2 separate regions of the Ctenopharyngodon idella genome follow, and region 1 is linked to region 2. The links are chromatin contacts, called in public Hi-C maps. All regions are on one chromosome and are shown on one strand. The core of a region is the stretch at or near the end of the contact, and the rest is flanking DNA. Distances in the headings are between cores, read along the strand shown.

Region 1 (5,693 bases), core at 301-2,800, 140 kb after region 2:
ACACATTCGTTGGCTTCTCTGGCGGTTGCGCGCTGCCAGGGTCGGTCATAGTGAAACGGTTTGCATCTGTCACACTCTGGTCCGGCTGTATTGTGCTTGCACTCGCACACTAGGTTTCCATCCCGGTCTTTGACGCACCGTGACGCGTGTCCATTACACTTACATCTGCCTCCGACCTGCAGGTCTGACACGGCGTAAAAGTAGGAATCTCTTGCCAGCTCCGAGTCATCCTCATTTTCGTCTCCGAAAGTGTGCAGTCGGCTGAAAGTCACCTTAATGTCAGTGGCAGTCACCCAGTCCTGAAGTACGGGTGAATTGTCAAAGTCATGCGCGGAGGGTCGTCCGTCCAGGGTGCTGAACGCTATCAACCCGCCAGAGAGTGGGTGCATGTCGGTGTGAGAATCTGTGCAGATGGCTTCCTGCTCGTTTTGCTTAGTGATCGTGGCTTTGCTGGGCTTGTTGTACATCTTTCTACACTGGGTCGAGTAATACTGGAAAGGCACCCAGGACTTGCCGTAGTCCATTGATTTAAAGATAGCCATAGACTCTGGTCGGGGTGAGCAGAACTGCAAACTCACGTAGGTCACTTCGAATTTTTTGCCCAGGGATAATGTTAAAGTGACGTTTTGAGGATACTGGATGTAATTGTCCGACTGCCAGCAGGTGAGATTATGAGGATTGTTCAGGTCGGTTAGGTAAGCAGGTGGGTGATATTTCTTTGGGTCTGACGCGTCGCACGTGTGGCAGTTTCTGTGCTTTTCATCTCCTTTCTCAGTCACCACACAGTACCGACTCGGTGTTTTGCCGCAGGTGCTGGACGCGCGCACTTCCTTCCCGAACGCCGCGTTCACGAAATCGGGGATGCATCTTCTGGGGTGACCGTTCTCGTCGTAACACGGATCCGGTGGGGAGGTCTGAGCGGCGAACATGCTCATGCCGTATCCGCCGACAGTCCCGTTGACCACACAGTAAAGAGTCACCAAAGTGACCAAAGCATCCGAGACCCTCAACATCATCTCGCGCCTTCCTCAGGCTCTCCTGAGCTGAAAAACAGCTTCTAAAGAGAAGATGCGTTCACTGTTTGCAGATATAATAGGGGAAAATCAGTTGACAGTCTGAGCGAGATCAATCCAAAGCCGCTATGACACCACGATCAAACCGGTGCCAAATATGAAACTGCTGTATATCTGACTCCAACTCATGGGCAAACTCCTGGATACCTGATCTAAACCACTGCGGAAGATCCGAATATGTTTAGCCTACACTTTCGCAATTAAAGAAAATCGCTGAAGAAATCTCCACACAGGTCACTGTACCTCCGTCAAACGCTTCAGCGAAAGCAGAAAAGTCACAAAGCAATCTAAGTTCGTACTGGCTCTCTTTTTCCTTGAGTAATGGACACGCGCTTTCACTTGTCTGGTTCTTGAATCTCTGCGCATGATATAAGAAGATCCCGTTAGTTTGAGCTCTAGTGAGATAGGAGACACTCACGTTGTCCCGCTCTCTCTCTCTCTCTCTCTCTCTCTCTCTCTCTCTCCCTCTCTCTGCTCTATGGAGAAAGAGTCGGTCGGACGCGTCTTTTACGCAGAGCTTTGAGCTCATTCATCTCCAGCAGTGACACTAGAGAGAACAACGACATCCACTGGTAGATTATCAATAAAACCAGAGCAGACATGGAACAGAATTGAACAGAATAGAGGTTTAATTTGTGGGCTAATTTAGTTAATATTTAATGCCTTTGCTCTATAATTGTGGCGCATATTTCATTTATTTAAAAAAAAAAAAAAAAAAAAAAACTATAGAGCAGAGAGACTATAGTTTAGAGAAGAAGATAAACATAATGCTTTTTTGTAGTTTTTTTTTTTTTTTTGTAGTTATTTCAGAGAGACTTAAAAAAACTATACATTTATAAAACATCTGTGAATTGGGAAATTAAATTTGGTTTTATCAATGAGTTTAATTTTCTGATAACAAAAGTTTTCGTTTGCTACCTTTTTATTTTACAGCCAAAGGTAATGACTTCCTTTAGTTTGATTTACACATTTGAATGCTGTTCTTCTGAATACAAATTCAGATGAGGTTCTTATTAAAAGCAAACCCGACTACAAACCTGATAACTTATGGTTATCCATCAGCTAATTAAACAGATTTTGCACGAGGTCTTCGCATTTGTAACATGTTCTATTGATATTCTATTAACAAAGTTCGGGAGGAACACGTTCAAATTGCCTAACCAATCAGCAAGAGATAAGCCTATATAGCCGACTCACCTACATTTTCTGCATCACTCCACCACCTGTCTCCTCACACTTGCCTGGTTACTATTCTAACCAGAGATATGGGGGGAGTAGGCCTACTCTGGGTTCGAGCCAAAATTCCGAGCTAGGAGCCCTCCCCTCGGACAGCATGCCAAATATGCATGTTTCATTCTATCTGATTATTTGTAAGTGTGAACTTGTGAATTAGCCTAGGTCAGGTGTGGAATTGATTAAATCCTTTACTCAACATACTTTACCTGTACTATAAAATTACTATAAAATATAATTACTACAGACCCAAACCCATAAACCAAAACGATTTTTTTTGTGTGCATTATTTAGGCCTACTGTATTTATTAATCATTTTATCTTTATATCTAGCCTAGATATTAATAATAATTGTGATGTAGCCTAACAAAGGGAAGCAAGTAGGCTAGCCTAACTTTTTTTTCTTACAGCGCATGCATTTTATAAGCATATATTTTATGACATATAGGCTACTTTATCCAGTGTTTTAAAAAGTACTGTCGCAATAGACCTATGCAAAGCTAGTATATTTATATTTACATATGCAAATTTTATATATTTTTGAAAAGAAAAGAAAGAAAAGAAAAGAAAAGAAAAGAAAAGAAACAACATCAATATGTGTCGATGTTAGGCTACTGATCCTCATCCAATGAAAAGCACGCGAGCGGTCTACCGTTACTATGGTAACATCAACAGGAGAAAGCTATTCTATTCGCGAACGTCTATGGCGCCAGATAACTCCGCGATATGACAAAACATTATATGACCCCCACATTTTTGGAGTGGGATTATATTTACATTAAACAGTTTAGGGCCCTACTCTTTTCAGAGGGCGAGATAGATCACTTTCTTAATTCTCACCCTGAGTGCAGTATAAAATATGGATTATTTTTAATAAAAAATGTCTCAACTGTAACAAGGGCACAGGTTAAATGCGCCAAATAGCGCCTCCAAACATTTCAGGAATAACAATGTTCAGCTTTACCATATGATAAATAAAATCAAACGGTCATTCAAATTCACTGGTTATCTGTATTAGGGAAGTCAGTCAAGCTTCGCCTGAATTTGAATGATTCAAGTTCGAGCGAGATGGGAAGTGAACAGGGCTGCATTTCTCATAAGCTTCGTAAGTTAAACTTGGTGACAATGTCATTGGCGGCAATAGTTCTACGATATATTCAGGCTTACGATGCTTTTGATATACGCAGACCATGGTGTTGGAAGACGCGTGCGCAAATAGCATGGGTGTCAGAATGCGTTTCAATTTAAGTCTGGAAATTTATATCGATTATCCATGTGAATGTAAACAAAACCATAGATCATATTATCAGAGTTATTTTAAGAGTTTTATATTATTAAATAGCTGACTTAAACATTCCTTTAAGTCATTTCTACAAATAGGCCTTCAGTGATTCATTACAAACGAATAGGCTACAGACTTTTCCTTATTTTAGTTTTAGTGATTTGAGAAGGCCAAGTATGGTAACGGATACTCAGATTTTGTCCTCTGCATTTAACCCATCCAAGTTAGTGCACACACGTTATGAGTAAAGGGTAGCCTAGTGAACACACACCCGGAGCAGTGGGCAGCCATGTTTGCTGGGACGCCACGTGGAGCAACTGCCTTGCTCAAGGCCGTTATTGAGAATCGAACCCGCAACCTTCAGATACCAGTCTGACTCTCTAACCATTAGGCCAAGACTACCCCCGAAAGTATAAAGAGATTTCTGGCTTCCATTTGAGGAAGTTCAAGGTCAGAAAGCATAGCCTATTCAACATAAGGTTTTACTGGTTTTGATAAGTTGTACCAATTTTTCATTTTTTTTTTTTTTTTCATTAATGTTATTCATACAACACCAGTCCACTGGAATCTACAAACACATTTTAGGCTACTTTCTGTTTATTGGTCTGCTAAGCGGTTGGACCACTAGATGGCAGTATTTCATTTCCACTAAGCCAAGCTCATACAAACCAATCGCCTATTAAACAACTGTCATATCTTTTGCTATTGTGGATCTTCCATTGCATGTTCTAACATAGAATTTCTAGAATTTCTGAGCTTCCTGTCCTGATCCCTCTTGATTGGAAGGCTCATCAGATAAGTTCCTTGTTTAGAACAGCCACAAAATATTCAATGAGTTCCACTCATTGTGATACCTATATTAGGCTACAATTCAGCTGACTAATGTGTGTGATTTTTGAGAAGGGAAGAGACAAAGAGTGACAGAGACAGACAGAGAGACATTCTTACCGTACAAAATGCAAATTTTGCCCTCGGGGGAAGTTAAGACTCGATCTTACTCTGAGTATAGAGTCTGAGTCGGCAGTTAGACTTTAGTAAAAAAAAAAAAAAAAATACACCATGACATTTTATTATTCAAATTATGCTATTCAGACAATAAAACCAAGTAATTAAGAAGAACATAAATTACGTTTATTAAGTTAAATTTAAAAAAATATATATTTTGATTTTGATAATGTGGTAGGCCTACTCTTAACTGTATGTTTGAGAACATTTTAAACATATCTACATGCCAGTTTAAAATTATTGTTCAGTATTTTTAAAAAAAGCTGTAATATCTAAGATCAGCTTACCATTTATGACAAATTGCCATAATAAAACTAAGGCATCTATCAAAGAACAAAGCTGCGTGTGTATAAGTTAAACCTCCTCCCACTCATGAACACATGTAGCTCATGTCTTCCTCTTTGAGTTCTTCTGAACCATCTCTCTCTGAGTTCCTGTTTAGTGGCAGTAAAGCTCTGCAGACGTGCTGAAGACTGCTCCTGTTGTTGCTGCCATTGTTTCAGAGTCTATGTAGGCTGATGCTGAAGGATGTGGTTACATTTCCATCTCTTTTCATCTTAAGTGCTGGATTACGCTTCAAGGACACCGGTTCCATCTCACCCCGCACACCGATAAGAGGCAAAGAAATCATGGGAAGAGGCTAACAACTCCAGGTAAGATTCCTGCAGTGCATTCTCATATCATGATCGTTCAATCTGAGCTCATTAGCCTGGGAAAAGAATAAAACTCAGGATAACTTCAAGTCAGTGGACATGATGTGCAGATGAATTCAAGCTTGCTCATGGTTTACTTTAGCTAGCATCAGAAGGGAAACACATTTTACATGTTCCAGCTAAAATGTTTACACTTGAAGACCCCCAATGATCCAAGACCCTTTAAACGCGCTTCACGACAGAGGACACTCATAGCTGAGGATGTCAGATGGAAACTTTACTATTCACTGATTCTGTGCAGTGAGGCATGCAAGACAGCTGTTTTGAATCGTAGTCTAGTTAAATGATATTCATCTACCTGTATGCAATACAATAATGCAGCCATATAGGTATGACAGCATTGCTGTCCTGTTATGTTATTGTACATGATTCTATTACTCAAACAAG
Region 2 (5,832 bases), core at 2,463-4,962:
AAACATACATATGTTTGGATGTGAAACAAATTGGTGAGGCTTAAAATGGGGGCTAATATCATTAAATAAGATGCTAAACCTGTTCTTTTTGTTAGAATGTTACATGTTAACACACTTAGGTTAAGGTTTACCTTATAAACATTGTGCTGCTTCATATTAAGTGTGATTGCAGTCAGAGAATGCCATATGAATCAAATAAAATGAATGTAATGATCAAAGTAAAATTCACATACAATGCTTTGCTGTATTTCCTTGATAAAAGTGGAGTTGCTTTAAAATACAGTTTCAAAAGAAAGAATAGTATGTGCAGTAAGCTACAGGTAAATGTGTTTTTTTTTTAATAATTATTTTCAATAATGGACACTTTAGAATAAGGTTGACACATTTTGATTTGTAAGATAAAAATGTTGGAATGCTCAAATACTCAATGCAATTGTCTAGATTAATCATTTAATTTAACAACTGACAGATCAGATGTCAGGACAATTCTGACAAAGACATGAACCAGTTTTGCAAATGGGTTTGATGTGATGTAACAAAAGTAGGGCCAGTGCAAGAGAGATCCACAAGAGAGATGTATGACACAGAATGTAGAAATCACTTTTAATAAATAACAGGGACAAATAGGCCTACAAACATAAACGTAACGTTAACACGAGACCATGAACTGAGGAAATCTGTAGGCTTAAAGGCACAATATGTAGGATTTTTGAAATAAAATATCCAAAAACCACTAGAGCAGTGTTATATATTTTTTTGACTTGTGTATGTACATTATCCCAAATGTTTCCAAGAATGTTTAAATTCAGAGAAATAAGCTGTTTTTAACCAGGACATGGAGATATCCAACTGTCCGTGCGTCGCCTATCAGTGACGTCATACCCGCGTTACCCTCAATTTCTGATTTTATTTTGTAGAAACCATGGAAACACCAAAGACGCTTTAATATATTACATGGTTTATTAGACAAGGGAACAACTGTTTGGTTACATTTATAGACAGAAAACGAATTATTGTTATATGGCTCAACACGTTTAGTCTTATTGTTTAAATCTAATTTTCTTGATTTTCCGCAAGTACCATGCTTTTACCATGCCTCAGAAAAAAAACACTATTTTGTCAAGTAGCTAACATAGCATAATCAGATGCAGCTTTATGTTTAGTAACAGTATAATACAGCATTTTCTCCATCATACAATATGTTTGTATTTAATTGCATGCCATTTATCAGCACAAGCCATCCAGCATTCTAAAATCGATCTAGCTTACTGCAGTGTCAAGTGTCTCACAGCGTTCGCTCGGCAGCATCTCTAATATGATAAAACAGCGCTGCATTACCTCATACGCTTGACCGGAAGAAGCGGAAGTGGCGACTGTGGCATAATAAAAGTTCCTGTGCTGTCGAGCCGTGTGTCGCGATCATCTCTCATTAGCAATCGTTCCAGCAGTCTCGTTCAGCTCCCACAGCACTCGGCCCCGCTCTGCTTCATACTACAGTAACGTTAATTATCTCATCCATGAACATGATTTCTGCCTGAGTCCTGTCCCGATTCTTTTCCACCTGTGAGTTGAAGACGACATCTCCCAAGATTCCGCGCTCAAACTCGCCATCATCAAGCTACGCCTTTGTTTTGAATAGGTGACCTCTAGCGGTGAAAATTCTACATACTGTGCCTTTAAATACACAAAGGATGATAATTAATAGAGTGGGGAACGGGTGAAGACTAATCAGAAACCATAACAAATGAGAAAAACTCAGGCAATAACAGTGATAATGAAACTAAACAAGAAAGACAGGTGAAGACTAATCAGAAACCATAGTAACAAGCAATAATTTAGGCAATGACGATGAAAATAAACAAGACAGTGAAACTAAACACGATTGTGACACAACTTCCCCCTCCTGCTGAGATACAGTCCAATCTGAGGGGAGAGAGGGCGGGAGTGTGGGGGCTCTGGAGGAAGACGAGGAGCAGGCAGAGGAAGACACCACTGAGACAATGATCAGGGGGGAGATGAAGGTGGGAGAAGCCAGGGCGGAGACAGGAACAACCAGAGCAATAACGGGAGGAGCAGGAGGATAACATGAAAGACCACGGTGGAGACGATGGAGGGAGGAGCCATGGTGGAGCCTTGGTAGGGGGGCCAGGCAGAATCATAGAGATGACTGACTGAGGTGGATACGATGGAGGTGGAGACCAAGGTAGTCCAAGTGTAGGCGTGTGCTTGGCAGACTGGGGCTGAGATGGTGCTAATGAGGACAATGAAGGAACTGGAGGAGCACAGTGGAGACAGAGGAGCACGGGAAGGAGGAGCACGGTGGAGCCAGAGGGGTGAAAGGTTGAGGCGCAGCAGCTGGTGGAGCCAGAGTGACAATGGACCAAGGTGAAGCCTGAGGGATGACAGTCCATGGTAGAGCCGAGAGAGCGTTGAGCCAAGGTGGAGCCGATGGGTCAGAGAGCTGAGGTGGAGTCCGGCCAGGACATGAAGCCAGAGTGATGATGGACCAAGGTGAAGCCTGAAGGATGACAGTCATGGTAGAGGTGGAGTCCGGCCGGGACGTGGAGGCTTGAGGAGGAGCTGAGGGATCCATGAGTCAAAGCGGGTCTGATGAGTTGGAAGCCCCTGGCAGATCCGTGCAGCATAGCTGAACCACTGGAGGAGCTGAGAAGCTGAAGGGAGACAGCGGAGATGAGTCTAATGAAGTGAATGGCTTTGGCAGTAGAGGAGGAAGAGGGAAGCTGGGCGGGACCATCCGCGATGAAGGAGACTTGGTACTGGGCTTAACCCCTTACCATGCCACCCCTATTTTGGCAAGTGGGGCATAAATGACATAGCCTACTCAAAATTAAAAGGTTGCTGCTCATAAATCATTCTGGATAGACACATAATCAAAATATATTTAGAAAGCTGACACTTGGGAGTTTACAGTTCAAGACTCAGAATTACTCAGACTAGCTTATACACTTTTATTAGGCAACAGATACATTTGTAGAGGTTCATTTCAAGCATTGCTGTCAACACGCAGTACTGTAGTCACCAAATGACGATAAAGGAAGTAGACTAATCAAACTATTCAAATAAATTTTAAAGCCTCACAAATAAAAAAAGCTAAACACATCAGAGTAAAAAACTGAATTAGCCTAGACTAGCATAGGTTATTCGCTCATGTTTGCTCTGCTGTAGGCTATCCTTACTATGTTACCTATTTATCTGAATGCATTTAATCAATCAGGCAAAGCAGCTTAGACGATTTGTTACACAAACTATGCATTTTTTGAACATTTGAATTGTTGCAGTTTATGCCTAATATTGAAACTTTTATTTCCTTATCTTCGAAATAATTCATAAACACTTGTGATTTGAGGAGCGTGCACTAATATTTTCAGTTCCATTCGTTTGCGTGTTGTCTCAAGGACATGCCCACAATAGTGTCATATCATGAATATTAATGTAAGCGCCACCCAGTGGAACAAAGTGAACGTGAGTTATTAGTATCTCATTATCAAATGTATTTATTTTTTTACCTTTTATTTTTTATTAAACTTCAAACAAACAAAGTCAATGTACAGTCAAAACTACAACAATACATATACACATAGAAAAACAGACTGCCAGGGGGGAGGCTAAACATTATGTAAATATATTAAAGGACTCACAAATAGAAAAAGTTTTATTTGCTTTCTTATTATGTGAATGAATTGTTACCGAATGAAGTCTGTCTGTTGGAGGCCACCGTCTGACGTCATGCCAAAACAGGAACTAACACAGCGCAGTTTGTTGATGTGATTTTGCAGTGAGTTTCTATATAAACGCTTGTTATAACTGAAACAAAAGTGCCGCAATATGTCACAGGATTTCTGGTAAGCATTTTATACAGTTATCGTTTATTGACATCTGAGGTCTACAGTCAGTACAGTAGAGTTAAGAAAACTCAATTCGCTTTTTAGTTCGGTGGGTCTGTAGCAGCCACATCAGCTGGGACTGAAAACAGCTGTTTTAATTTCCTTTATGGCTCATTATATCCCATACTTTAGTAAATTACTATGTATTTGTGTACATATATGTGATTTTTAAGCGGCGAAAAAACACGTAAAAATGTTGCCAGGCTGGTTAGCTGAGACTTGTGTCACATGATTGTGTTGATGACAATCTTGTGATTAAATTACTTGCAACACACATTTTATGATCTCCTACTATTAGCATAATGTCATAGGTGTAAAATTGTTTGACAAAACTGCCATTTTTGTTTTATTTAGGTTGCAGAATTATGATGCAGCTTGTCGGCTGGCTCAAGAAATTGCGGAAAACATCCATGAAAGAAACAGACAGCAGAGAACTGGAGGAAATCCAGCCAAGGTAAAGACAGGGTTTCATTCTTCATAATTATGTTAAAGTTGAGCCCTCTGTGTCAGTGCTCTTTATGCTGTAATGTCTCTCTTGTGTGTCTGTCTCTGTAGCTGAACATGACCCTGAGAGCATCATTACAGAAGCTCAAACAGAATATAGCACAGCTCAGGGAGACGCTGAATCGAGCTGCTGCTCAAAGGCAGATGTATCCTTTTCAGAAAAATGAATACTAATTTCATGCACAAATCCTGAGAGTGGAATCCAAAGATGTTGAGAGATAAGTATGTTGTTGGGTCATTCTACAGAAACGTCCACTTTTCTGTCCCTAGCCTTTACAGAAATATTACACTTGAAAAACACTTTAGGATTACAATTTTTTTTATATTTTAAAATGAAACAATATGTTATTTGAACAGTTAAACCTTCTTGAGCCATCAATGGGGCAATATTTGTTTTTTAATTAATTATAAAAATTCCAACCAACACAGAAGTGCTCGTCCCCACAGTCATGTACAGAGGGAAAGTGCTTTATTTTGAGGTCAGAAACAGTTTTTTCTACCATTTAAAATACAATAATGTATACATAACTATCAAATATATGATGTAAATGACATTAAAAACAAAAACCAATGCTTAATAAATATTATGAAATATTTAATCAAAGTACTGGTCCCCTGAAGTTGTGTCACTGGTGTTACCTTTAACAAAAATCTCTTATTTTTGAAATAAAAAAATCACACTGATGACATCACTTGACTTCCTATTTCCTGAAGATCAATGAAGAAAGGCCAATGGAAAGTACACTATCTCTTTTCAGTTATCAGAAATTTTAATTAGAAAATCATAATTTCATATGAAGCTTTTAGTTGAAGTCACTGGTATGACCTACTTTATTGTTAGGGAATTTTAAAAACTAGAATACAAATGGATTAAACTACTTAAAGGATTAGTCCACTTTTAAGTAAACTTTTCCTTATAATTTACTCACCCCCATGTCATCCAAGATGTTCATATCTTTCTTTCTTCAGTCGAAAAGAAATTAAGGTTTTTGATGAAAACATTCCAGGATTATTCTCCTTATAGTGGACTTCAATGGTCTCCAAACGGTTGAAGGTCAAAATTACAGTTTCAGTGCAGCTTCAAAGGGCTTTAAACGATACCAGACGAGGAATAAGAGTCTTTTCTAGTGAAACAATCGGTCATTTTCGAAAAAAATGTAAATGTATATGCTTTATATAAACAAATGTTCGCCTTCTAAGTGCTTCCGTCAAAACCGCATTTCCGTATTCTCCAAAAAGTTTACGCTGTATGTCCTACGCCTTTCCTATTCTACTTACGGAACGAATGCAGCACCAGTTACATTTTTTCCGTAAGTTGAATTATCAGGAAAAGTTTATTTGAAAGTGGACTAATCCCTTAATTTAGTGAGTATACCATGATTGACAACGAGTGGTTTGATACCTTGCAGCAGCCATTTTATAA

The links. A called contact is a pair of places that touch in the nucleus more often than the background predicts.
Region 1: a Hi-C map of muscle shows a contact between it and region 2, with 6 times the contacts expected there. The contact joins the promoter of ntn1a here to the promoter of stx8 in region 2. A contact is called at or near these places in 2 of 2 Hi-C or Micro-C datasets (both in muscle).

Annotation. Positions count from the first base shown.
Region 1 is chr6:15,416,712-15,422,404 of HZGC01, forward strand. ntn1a (netrin 1a) reads right to left here and starts at 1,551. Exons shown (of 5, transcript XM_051896711.1): 1 at 1-1,551. The coding sequence starts at 1,016. It overlaps pik3r5 (phosphoinositide-3-kinase, regulatory subunit 5), which reads left to right and starts at 4,999. Exons shown (of 18, transcript XM_051897245.1): 1 at 4,999-5,246.
Region 2 is chr6:15,271,759-15,277,590 of HZGC01, forward strand. stx8 (syntaxin 8) reads left to right here and starts at 3,713. Exons shown (of 8, transcript XM_051896712.1): 1 at 3,713-3,863; 2 at 4,260-4,359; 3 at 4,461-4,555. The coding sequence starts at 3,847.